Regions from separate parts of the Gossypium hirsutum genome. Here region 1 is linked to region 2. The links are chromatin contacts, called in public Hi-C maps. All regions are on one chromosome and are shown on one strand. Each heading gives the region's core, a stretch centred on a gene start, on an enhancer-like site or on the middle of the called end of the contact. The rest is flanking DNA. Distances are from core to core; before and after follow the strand shown.

Region 1 (3,560 bases), core at 1,052-3,551, 38 kb before region 2:
GTGAAACATCTGAACTCTCTCACCTTCTCTTTACATTGTCTGTAATGGACAAGTTAAATTAACTCACCAAGTTTTTTGTGGAATATTTATATTCCTATTAACTTGCCAAGGTTGATGCAGGGTATCAATGAGGTTGGAAAAAGAGGAGGGGACGTTGACAAGGAAGGCCAGTTCACCCATGTCGGTGTCGAGAGAAGAGTGAAAGAGAGGCTTGAGGGGAGAGGATTATGGCTTGGCTTTTTAGGCTTTGTTGGAAGGAAAGGAGAGAAACCCCTTTTCTATATTGTGCTTTGGGGGTATTTTTAAGAGAGGTGATGATTTTTGGGTGATCACCTAGAGAGTGCATCCGTTAATAAGGAATGACTTAATAGAGGACTTGATCGAGTGGTCAAAAATGGATGGTTCCTTCCATGGGGAATAGTCGGTCATTAAGTGACCATTTAGACAGTACAAGGCGAAGGGTTGCTCACGAGTCTCTCTGGTTGGTTTTCACGTTGCCACGTGCCCCGTTGAAGTAAGGGTACAACAATTCCTAGTAACTTCTCATATTATATTATACTAGTTTTTCCATCTCAGAATTTAACTAGTTTATAAATAAATTTAAGTTTAATTTTATTAAATAATTATTTTCTTACACAATGTATACTTGTATCCATATTCCTTCAATGATCCTTAAATCAAAGAAAAAAGACGCTTAAGCATATTTGATAAGTGCTAAAAGTAACATGTTTTAACCTCATTCTTAATGCTGCTTGGGTGATTATCCGACGTTAATTGTGGATTTTATGCTCCTAATCCTTTATATTCATGTTTTGATGCTTAACAGAGCACTTGGGAGCAAAAGAAGCAAAAATCATAGCGTCAGAGAAAGTTACAGGAGCCACACAGGTTGGACTATTCCACACAGCTATGTCAATTTCGTAAAATTAAGCACCGAACAACGGAAAATCACGATTTTTAGGTTTTTCGAGCATATGACAAAAATAAGAAGATAGAAGGGAGTCGTCATAGAATATTTAAAAAAACAACTCGAAAAATACTATTGAAGCCGACTTTGAAGAGATTTCCGTCAAGATTGAAGATTTCCAATTGATTTCTTAAGAAGCCATCATGAGTTTCTTAGTTTTTTTCGATTATATTGTATTTTGGATGTTTTTATTTTCAAGCATGAACTAATTTTCTAAATTCCTAGGGGAGAAGAACCCTATGATGGACTCAGTCGTTTGATTTTGATTTTACGTAATAAATACTTAGTTTCTTGTTCTCAATTATGTGTGTTTAATTCTTGGTTTGATATTTTTAGGTTATTGATCCATATTTAATGTGCTTAAATCGGTGGTTGAATAAAACTTGTTTAAGAGTATATCTTGTGTAATTGAGTGGAGTTGAGTGGAGTTGCATGCAATCCTAGAAATAGGGTAACATAAATCTACCAGATTAGAGTCAAATCTAATAGGGGAATCCGTAATAAGAGTTAATACGATAATAGGAGTTTTAATTAGGAATAAATTTTAATTAATCAAACTAGAATCAGTTGTTCTTATGCTCAAAAGAGATATTAGTATAATTTAGAGATTTTTACAGATCAATATACTAATTAAAGAAATTGCGTAATTTAAATTGATAGTGACAAATAAAATCTAGGTGAACTCTTTCCTGTTTATTGTTTTGCTTATTGGTTGTTAATCGATTACTTTCATGATTTGTTTTTATTGTGTTAATTAATTTTAGTTTTAATCAATCACTAAAATTATTCGGTTAAATAATAGAAAGATAGTACTTAATAGTACTTTTAGTCTTTGTGGGAACAATATTTTTACTTGCCTTAGTCAAATTTTTAGTTAGTTTTGCGACACATCAATATTTGAATCAACATCCTCGTCGTTTCCATAATAACAATGATGCCAATAAAGCTAAAGCTCAATCAACATTAAATAATTATCATTAAACTTAAAATTTTATGTAAAACATGAAATAAAACAAAATATGATAAACTACAATGTAAAGGAATGGTTGTCCAAGTTCTCCACCTAGTTTTTCTTAAAATAATTATAGAAATTATTAAGAACTAACTCATTAAATTGATTAACTAAAAATATCAATTTGGTTAAGAAGATAAAAATGTGTGGTTAGGTGAAAATATATTAAGAGGGGTGAATATTTTACTGTACACAAACATAGTTGTGTGGTCGGTATGAATCCCACCGCGTCATCTAAAAAAGTCTATTACGTGTCATTATTTTAGTGGTCGGATGAGAATTGGGTAATAGGCAATAGACGGAGGATACATTTTCCGGGGACGAGCGAGTTGGATAGTTTTAGGCCTTTCTTTCGCTGTCTATTAGAAATAGAAAACTTGCACGCAAGTGTTTCTCCTCCTTCTTTTTCTTTCTTTAAAGAGAATCAAAAGGAAATTAAATAATTTTGTATGTAGAGAAAAAAGATCAGCATAGATAATTAAAAAATGGCGGTGTTTCTAGCTACCACTGTTTCTACTACTCGTATAGCCTCTTCTTTTATTGCGTCCTCACAAACAAGCAAACCCCAGGCTTTTATATCTCCAACCAAGAACAACCTCGCTCCAAGAAGAATCACAAGGCTTAAACCTCCCCACGTGGCAGCTCCATCATCAGCTGTAGCACCCTCACCGGATCAGAAACAAGACGAAGAGTATAGAGTTAGCGATGAGTTTAGTGAAGAGAGTTCAGATGCTAAGTTCTCGTGGAAAGATCATTGGTACCCGGTTTCTTTGGTTGAAGATTTGGACCCAACTTTACCAACCCCATTTCAGCTTCTGGGTCGTGATTTAGTGCTTTGGTTTGATAAATCAAAGAATCAATGGGTTGCTTTTGATGATAAGTGTCCCCATAGGCTTGCTCCTTTATCTGTATGTGCCTTCTTTCTCTCTATTCTTAAACCCTGTAAGCTCTAGTGAATATATTTTGCAGCATTTACACTTTTTTGTTTGCCCTATTGAACCTTCATTAAACATGTCACTCTGTTCAGTGCATAAGCTAAAGTTCAAATTTCCTTGGTTGCCCCTTAAATTTGGCTATTTGTATCTGCTACCAAATGAAAAAAAAATTGGGTTACTGGGTTCTGGGTTTTGATTGGTATCTTTGCAACTTTGTAGGAAGGGCGACTAGATGAAAATGGGCACTTGCAATGTTCATATCATGGATGGTCTTTTGATGGATGTGGATCATGCACTAGGATTCCTCAGGCTGCATCTCAAGGTCCTGAAGCTCGTGCTGTTCAGTCTCCAAGAGCCTGTGCTACTGTGTTTCCTACAATGGTGTCTCAAGGTTTGCTTTTCGTTTGGCCGGACGAGAACGGGCAGGAAAGAGCTAGTGCCACCAAGCCCCCAATGTAATTCACTGCATCTAATTTTAGTATATGTTTGTTGTTCAAACTACTAGGTTAAGTACTAAACCAGATGATATAGTATAATATATCTTGACGAAACATCATTGCTATGGTTTTTAGGTTACCTGATGACTTTAAAAAACCCGAGTTTGCAACCGTTAATATTCAGCGTGATCTGTTCTATGGTTATGATA
Region 2 (3,476 bases), core at 551-3,050:
GTACGATGAACTTGAATCATTAATTAACTTATTTAGGTCTCAAAATTATTATTTTAGAAAATTTTTAAAAATTTAACTTTCTTTATATATTTTTAGAATTAAAAAAAAATAGAATTTTTCTTATAAATATTTTGAATTTTAAAAATTATTTTAATTTTTTAAATTTTGGTTGAGACACCAATTTGTTTATTTTCAAAATTGAAAGAAACAAAGCAGGTATTTACGCTAATTTATTATTCGAATTGTAAAATTCAACTCCACTCGAATTCAAAACTTGAATTACTTATTCGAGTTAACTCGAATAACTCAATTCGATTAACTCGAAATTCAAAATTTTCTTCAAATAAAATTGTTCACCCGTTAACATAAGCTTCAACTTTTCTAGTTGCCCATATATTTTTATAAATATATTATTTAAAAAAATTTTCACAGTGTCATAATTTAGTATATATAGAATGGAAGCAGTTTTATAATTTGTTTTTCAAATCTGTCAGGAAAATTTTCTTATATGTCCTAATGCGAAACTTTCACATATTAACTACAAATTACGATAGATTAAGATGAAAATATCTTTTTTAAATAAAAAAGGTCTTGCCCTCGTTTTCTCTCTTCCTTTGCTACAAGTTAGTCCTGCGTTTGTGCATGGTTTTTCTGCCGATTGTGCAAGATACTTTCATGCCTGTCCATTTATTTTGTTTAGTGATTTTGATTTGCTGTGTGGTGCGAGTGAATATGGATCCTGAATTTAAACGTTTATCCATACAAGAGAAGGTGGATGCGGAGTTGGAAATAGGGGCGGATGAGTTTCAAGTGGATGATATTGATTATGATTTGGTTATTGTGGGGAGCGAGGTATCCACTTCGTGGCTATGGAGTGAACACTGTTGTCGATTTGGAGACCCATTCAAGGAGCCAGCATAAAATAGATCAATGATAAAATGATATCTAGAGGTCCCTGGTCGTTTAACAACTGTAATTTGTTCATTCATAAGCTTGAAAAAGGGGAAGATCCAAAGAAAGTTGAGTTTTTTAGTGTTGATTTTTGGGTCCAGGTTCACAACCTGCCCACGGGTTTTGCTTCAGAGAGTTTGGCGAAAAGTCTGGGAAATGTTATGGCTGAATTCCTCGAATATGATGCTAATGGTCATCGTAATTTTATGCGAATTTGGGTTCGCCTTGATATTCAAGAACCGTTGATGAGGAAAAAGAAAATCAGGAAGCAAGGTGATGAATTTTTTGAGGTTGCGTTTATTTATGAAAGAATCCCGGTGGCTTGTTATTTGTGTGGTCGAGTTGGGCATAGTGAAACAAGTTGTCATCGTCTTTTGGACTATCTAAAGGGGCAAGCGGTGTGAGAGTGGCCGGAGGAAATAAGAGCAGAGGTCCGCCAGCAAAACAGGAATTCTTCAGCTCAATGGCGACGGGACAATTGGTCAAATTCTTTCCATAATTTTGGACCGAATTTCACGTAGGGGAGCTGAAATTTTGGGGAAATTGTAAAATAGGTGCATTTCTTTCCCAAAAAATCCGACTATTGATCCCTCTATTAATGGTGCAAAATCTGCTGCTTTTACTGCAAGGAGTGCTTCTAACTTGGTCAATGATGGGCTGGCTGCTGCTCATTTTGATGCTATTACGGGCCATTCTTTTGGTGGTGATGAAAAGGGCCTTAAAGAATCTGCTGTTTAGACATTGAAGAAACGAAAAAACAGTTACTGGGGCTGATAAGAATATTCGAATGGATGGGTCGGGTGTTTCTGATATTCAGTCAAGTGTCTCTCCCTCTACCAATGTATCATTGACTGGTCTCAATAATAAGGCCCGTTGGCAACCATGAATTGTATTGCTTGGAATTTTCAGGGTTTAGGCAACCCGAGAGCAGTTTTGTCTTTAAAAGAGATCGTCTTTTCTAATAAGCCCAATTTCAATTTTCTTGTCTCAAATGCTAGTGCATTCTAATAAAATTGAAGAGCTTCGTGTGGCTTTGCAGTATGATCATTATTTTAATGTTGATAGAATTGGACATAGCGATGGTCTTGCTTTTTTATGGAATTCTGTTGATAATGTTTCAGCTATTGGTTATTCTTCAAATCACATCGATTTAATTACTGAGAATTCTGACCATATTCATTGGTATCTTACTGGTTTTTATGGTTTTCCTGAAGCATCTAGAGAGCGTGATAGTAGGCAGTTGCTGCGATCTTTGGCTAGTCATCAATATTTTCCTTAGGTCTTCTTGGGAGATTTTAATAATTTTTAGTCTCCTGATGATAAGTATGTCGGTGGGGATTATCCGACGAATTGGTTTGATGGTTTTTGGGAACGCCTTACCGATTGTCAACTGACTGAAATTGCTTTGTCGAGTTTTGGCTTCACTTAGGGACGAGGGCACGGGACGGATGCTTTGGTCATGGAGCATTCGCTAATGTTGATTAGTTCCTCTAAGCTGTTGCGTTGTCCTCGTCATTTTCGCTTCGAAGATTCTTGAATTTCTAAATATGGTTTTATGGATGTGGTGACTGTAAGTTGGGTAGATCATTTGGCTTTGGACATTGCATCAAAAACAAAATCTTATGGTCTGAATTTAATGGATTGGAGGCGACAAGCCGGTACTAATTTTACTTCGCGCATAAAGTTGGAGGATTGTATTGATCGTCGGCGTGTTAGGTGCCCTCACGCGACAGAGATTGTTCAATGGAAATCAAATTCAATTTCTTTATTGGCACAGAAAGCGGTTTATTGGCAGCAATGTTCTAAGAATTTTTTGTATAAATATGGTGAAGCTAATTCTAGATTCTTTCATGCTCATGCTTCTAAGAGGCGAAGGGCAAATTATATTCATGGGCTTTGAGATGAAAGTGATCAATTGTCTTTTGATGCTAATGGTATGTCTGGTATTGTTTTAAGGTATTTCCAAGAGCTTTTTTTCTTTTCAAATTCTACTGCTTCTACTTATGATGCTTTTTTCGCTTTTTAGGCTACTATTTTTTATAGTTATAATACTACTCTTACCGCTCTGTTTTGTATAGATGAATTTTGGGATGCGATTATGAGCATGCATCCCCGATAAATCCTCAGGTCCAGATGGTATGAACCCAACTTTCTTTAAGAAGTGTTGGGCAATTGTTGCCAGGATGTTTTTAAGCAATGTCGTCATTGGTTAGATTCTTGTACGTTTCTTGCTTCTTTGAATGATACTAATATTGTTATGATTCCTAAGAAGGATCAACCTGATAGCATAAAAGATTTGAGGCCTATTGCGTTATGCAACGTTCTTTGTAAGACTGTTGCCAAGGTCCTTGTGAACCAGTTGAAGCGGATTTTTCCAATTATTATTTTTCCATCGCAATTTGGGTTTGTTCCTGGTAGACTTATAATATTCTTGTTGCTTTTGAGTTAATTCATCATATGGAAATTAAGAGGCATGGACAAGTGGGTGAAATAGCTCTTTAAGATTGACATTCGTAAAGCTTATG

The links. A called contact is a pair of places that touch in the nucleus more often than the background predicts.
Region 1: a contact with region 2 is called in a Hi-C map of leaf, with 1.7 times the contacts expected there. The contact joins the promoter of LOC107954179 here to the enhancer-like site in region 2. A contact is called at or near these places in 12 of 34 Hi-C or Micro-C datasets (anther, callus, hypocotyl and 2 more).

What each region holds. Positions count from the first base shown.
Region 1 is chrD07:15,001,563-15,005,122 of Gossypium_hirsutum_v2.1, reverse strand. It overlaps LOC107954179 (pheophorbide a oxygenase, chloroplastic), which reads left to right and starts at 2,301. Exons shown (of 7, transcript XM_016889667.2): 1 at 2,301-2,887; 2 at 3,134-3,369; 3 at 3,487-3,560. The coding sequence starts at 2,465.
Region 2 is chrD07:14,963,150-14,966,625 of Gossypium_hirsutum_v2.1, reverse strand. No RefSeq gene overlaps it. Among protein-coding and RNA genes, the nearest start is that of TRNAV-UAC, 12 kb to the right of the region's middle. Within about 2 kb of position 1,800, at least 9 of the 9 cell types and tissues checked have an H3K27ac peak or open chromatin away from gene starts, as enhancers often do. A contact at or near this core is called in hypocotyl and leaf, where this site is marked.